Regions from separate parts of the Zea mays genome. Here region 2 is linked to region 1. Evidence: chromatin contacts called from public Hi-C data. All regions are on one chromosome and are shown on one strand. The core of a region is the stretch at or near the end of the contact, and the rest is flanking DNA. Distances in the headings are between cores, read along the strand shown. Region 1 holds the start of LOC100284313 (mov34/MPN/PAD-1 family protein). Region 2 holds the start of LOC100279381.

What was found. Hi-C and Micro-C count contacts between places; a contact is called where the count stands out from the background.
Region 2: a Hi-C map of endosperm shows a contact between it and region 1, with 4 times the contacts expected there. The contact joins the promoter of LOC100279381 here to the promoter of LOC100284313 in region 1. A contact is called at or near these places in 2 of 25 Hi-C or Micro-C datasets (ear and endosperm).

What each region holds. Positions count from the first base shown.
Region 1 is chr8:56,240,586-56,243,193 of Zm-B73-REFERENCE-NAM-5.0, forward strand. It overlaps LOC100284313 (mov34/MPN/PAD-1 family protein), which reads right to left and starts at 1,330. Exons shown (of 14, transcript NM_001157208.2): 1 at 1,033-1,330; 2 at 781-845; 3 at 609-702; 4 at 199-363; 5 at 1-69. The coding sequence starts at 1,161.
Region 2 is chr8:56,884,410-56,887,017 of Zm-B73-REFERENCE-NAM-5.0, forward strand. LOC100279381 reads left to right here and starts at 1,315. Exons shown (of 1, transcript NM_001152395.2): 1 at 1,315-2,608. The coding sequence starts at 1,633.

The sequences.
Region 1 (2,608 bases), core at 80-2,579:
CATAGCTGCTTGATGCTTTGAACCAGGTAATGGTTTCTGCAGTAGTCTAGTAGGGCTTCCAGACAAGGACTGTAAAAGAAGGGAAACATTAGCAAGATTCCTTGAACAAGCAAGTAACAGTTTAGAGCACATTGTCCCTTCCTTTGATACTGGATTGGAACATTAAGGAGGGAAAATGTAGGACAATGACGTGCATACCTTCGACACATATGGGCCTGGGGTATGGTGCTCCAACTCACTACTTGCAGCATAGGTTCCATATACACCATTAGGTTCATCTGCACCCCTGCTATTACCGGTGGCAATTTGTTGCTGCACAACTGGCTTAAGGGACTCTAGCTCATTGACAATACCAAGAATTTTCTACAACAAAACAGAAAACAGTTTTAATCACTCAGCAAAAAGAACTTCTGGAAACTATGCTTGGGTTCAACAACGCACTGTGATCCTTAAGTATTTGTATTCTGCATTGTAGACACGATAGCTTGCATGTTCCAAGAAAAAACAGAAAGTATTGCATTGTTCACTTTTTCCAGCATAACAATTTCCTGTCTACAGTAAGAACACTAGAAAAAAAAAGAGATGATCTAAGCTCAGCAAGGCAATACCTCAGAGTTGTGTGGGCCTTTCTTCAGGAATTCCTTTTCTCTAGCCTTAAATGCATTATAATCGCGATGTTTGGGTATGGTCTCAAGCAACAAGCTGTCAATAAGCAGAGATAAAATTAACATCCAAACTGATAATATTAAGAAATTGACAAGATTCCAGTATACACCTCACCTCGAGTATCTCAGGAGGAGGATGTAGAGGTCCAGAACATTCTTCTCTTCTCGATACACATTAGCCTGCGGGCACCACATAAAAAGACCAGAATTAACAAATATACCAGCTAACTACCCGTACTTAGGGCATCGCAGCGAAATAAGTCCAATAGTTAACGAAACGCGCGCTCGAATCCAGAGCTACTACCACTATTAGACGCAAAGCTAATAGCTCCAGCAAAAGAAGGCCATGGGATCGATCAAAGGGCACCTGGCGGAGGAGGTTGTCAGCGATGCGGAAATAGTAGTGGATGCTTATGCGGTGGTCCACGGCGATAGGCCGCGCCATGGACTCGATGCATACGTCTCTCCTAGTGCCGTGAGATAGTTCCGAAGCCATCTCAGGTGGGGTGGGACTGACTCCGCGGCAGGCCAGGCGATGGATCTCCGCTTCAACCCGCTACGGCAGCGCAAAAGTCGACGGGCGATCACGGACACGGAAGCGGGGTAGGACGGGCGTGCTTGAAGGAAAACGTGGGAAGGAGAAGGGGAATGTCGCGTTGATGTGCTTAGAAAATTGGAATTCTATCAAACTAAGGATTCGCTCCAATGATATTATGAGAACACGCTTCGTTATTACGTCATTCTAAAACATTGACTTATAGATAAAATATCATTTAGGGGGTTATTTGACAAATGTATCAACTGATTGAACTGTTTTACCCCTAAACTAAACTGCAGTCGCTCGTTCTCTGTCTCCCGTCGCTCAAAACACTTCATTCTCTCTGTTCTCCTCTCGCTCGTTCTCTTGGTTCTGGACCGCGCCTGGGCTCCAGCACGCCGCACGCGGCGAGCTCCAGCGTAAGCTCTGAATTTTTTTCTATGTATCCTAGCGTCAGGTTCCAAGCTGATGACCACAGCTCAAACATCCTGACCACAGCTTAATAACAGAAGATATGCACACTAACAACTTCTGAATTTTTGTTTTAAATAGCAGCACACTAATAGTTCATGATCTTGAATATAACAGCACACATTTGTTTCATTCCAAAGTACCTAGCACAACAAAGAGAACCACAAAGAGAACGACAAAAATCCTTGAATGGTCCATCTCCCAGCAACACCTTATTAGGAGAACTAAAATATTGGATAACACATAAAACAACTACTTATTAGACTTTCTTCAGCTTCCTTGGTGTGAGCTTCTTCACTAGCATCTTCTTAGGAGTTGTATTCTTGACAGGTGACTGGACATCTCCCAGCAACATAGCAAGCTTGCTGAAAAAATGAAGAACAATATAATTTAATGACACAACTAGTTGCGACTTGATACAACATAATTGTAATTACCTCCTAGTGACTCTGATTGGGCTGTCTTGTAAAATAGACTCTCTTGTTGGTGTAACCGGAAGAAAAACTTCCAGTTGGACATCAGCTTCACTTTGGACAACACCATGATCTTGAACAATTTCAAGTTCGACATTAGCTTCACCTTAGACAGCACCTTGACCTTGGACACTTTGTTGAAGTCGAGTTTTGGGGATTTTGGCATTATCCCCATACTTTGTTCTATTCATGCGAGGCTTTCTCTTCCTACAAGTTGGACAGCACAGTTAGATACAAATATAACAGTGCACATGTTCAAATTAGACATTTCATCACTTACCTTTTCTTTGTTCCGTTCAATGGGCACTTGTAGCTAGTTTCACTGTGACCTAATTCTCCACATCTTTTGCACTTTATTTTGCCTCTAATCATCTTTCTTTTCCCCTTCTCAGATTGGTTTGAACCCTCCATGTCAGCTTCTAGTACTGCATTCTTGTCAGCTTCCTTGCCTTTCTCTGTAG
Region 2 (2,608 bases), core at 65-2,564, 640 kb after region 1:
AAAATGATGAAGGTATGCCCTTCTTGATCTTCGTCTGAAGAACATTATATCACAGGCGAAATAATGCTTCGAAGAACGAAGGTCTCTAATCGTTAACAATTGTGTTGCTTTGTTCTTGGTGTATCACATCCGGGAACAAGGACCAACAGAAGCTCTTGTAATACTTAATAATATGCTGAAAACAAATGGTTAGCCGTGTTTTTGAGGATCTTCGGCAGACGAAGGCCCCAACAGTAGAGACGGTATGATGGATTCTGCAAAAGTGGATTATGGGTGGGCGTATCGAACGCGTGAAGAACACCGAGGTGTCATGGTAGTGTTGAAGTCCAGTTGACGTGTAATCGTAGAGCTGTGCACGATGCATAGATTAATGAAGATTGAGGTTTGTATTTGTGTTTTTGGGCACCTCAATGTTGCCTCCTTGCTAAAAATGCTAACTGCGCCTATGATTTGGCAATCTGTCTTTGTCTATGAATTGTGGAGTGAGCATATTAGTAAATCTCTCTGGATGAGGTGAGGGTGGTGCGACAACGGTGACGATATGGCATGTGAAAACCCAGATAAACTGCAGGACGCAAAGGCGGTATAGTTACGGTGGAGGATAGTCGCGGCTAAGGGTGATAATGGGTATTAAATTTTACATTATAAAATTTAAAGATCGAAACAAATTAGGATCGAACTCTATTTCTGTCCTAACAAATTATAAAGAAACATTTCGATCATGGTGAGTGGAGTGCAGGGACTCCTGGCGATGCGGCGCAACGGGACTAGCAGAAGAGTGTGGTGCGATTGGACGTCGCGGCCCACCAACCGGAGCGATCGCATGCCTGCAAAGACAGCGCGCGAACGGAAGCATTGTCGGGAAAAAAAAAGGTCAGCAGCGCTGGGCTGCTGACTTCTGGATGGGGATAACTAAACCAATCATGCATCATGGATGGACGGATGGTGATTCTGTTCAATCGGCTGCTGGTGCTGGATCTGATCATATATTCACATCCTCTCCCAACGGAAGGATCGGATCAATCATCACATGTAGGCCGCGTAACCCAGAGCACCACTGCAGCCTGCAGGCGAACGGAAACACCTTTCCCATACAAATAAGCAACCCGCGCTAAGAAAGAATATGAAACGCGCAAAGTCCCGCAAGCGGTCCCAATGAAAGCGACCTGCGGCCGCCTCCTCCTGCTGCCGATTCCGTGCTACCACCAACTGCCCGCTGCGCTGCTGCATTGCCAGTCCATCTCCAGCACCAGCAGGCCAGCAGGGTCCGTTTGGTCAGCATCAGCGGCGCAGCCTTCGGTCGTGTTGGCGGTTGGCCTGTTGCATTGCATTCCCTTACGCCGCAAGCCATAGAAATGAGACGCGGTTTGGTTCCTTCCGCCAGACCGCCACGCAGCACGCCATGTTTAAAATGACGCGAGTCCACGCCAGCCGACGCGGTCATGGTCTACGACGACTCTTCTACTCTGCGTTCGCGTGCTAACGCCGTCCACGACTCTCTATGCGCGTCCCTGTGCTTCTGCTTCCTGGGTTCTTCCGGGCGGTTCTGAGTACTGCTGATCCTTTAAGGCTCGAACACCACGCCCCCCGCCGGCCCCCACTCAAAATCCGACTGTGAGTTGAGACTTAGAGATGATCCACCACCACCGGGCGAGCTTGCTGGTGCACCAGCACAGAAAGGGCGAGGCGGCGGCAGAGGATGCGCTGCCGGCTGAAGAGTCAGGCGGCGGCAGGATGAAGGAGCTCCGGGGCCGCTTGGCAGACTACGCCTGTCAACACCGAAAGCACGGGCACGATGCGCTGCTCCGTATGCTTGCCGGCTTCGCGCTCGTATCCTGCCTCCTGCTGCTGCTTCCTGGCAGCCCCGTCTCCGCCACCATGGACGAGCTGCTGCAGCTAGGGAGGAGGGCGCGGCACGACGACGGCGCACCGGCACCGCCGTGCGCCGACGTGGCCAACGACACCGTCTGCTGCGACCGCACCGCGCTCCGCACCGACGTCTGCGTCATGCGCGGGCACGTCCGCACCCAGGCCGCCTCCAACTCGCTCTTCCTGCTCCTGCCTCCCAACTCGTCTCGACCGGCCACCGACGAGCACATCCGCCCATACACGCGCAAGTGGGAGTCCAGCATCATGAGCACCATCGACGAGCTCCGCCTCCGCTCCGCGCCAGAGGGAGCGCCCAGCCGCTGCGACGTCCGCCACGACGTCCCCGCCGTCGTCTTCTCCACCGGCGGCTACACGGGCAACGTGTACCACGAGTTCAACGACGGCATCATCCCGCTCTACATCACCGCGCGCCACTATAACAAGAAGGTGGTCTTCGTCATGCTCGAGTACCACGACTGGTGGATGACCAAGTACGGCCACATCGTTGAGCAGCTCTCCGACTACCCGCCCATCGATTTCACCAACGACCGCCGCACGCACTGCTTCCCCGAGGCCGTGGTTGGGCTTCGCATCCACGACGAGCTTGCTATCGACGCCGCGCGGATGCCAGCCAACCAGACGATCCAGGATTTCCGTCTGATGCTCGATGACGCTCACCGTGGTCGCATCCAGACGATCATCGAGGAGAAGAAGGAAGCTGCTGCTGCGAGGAGACAGG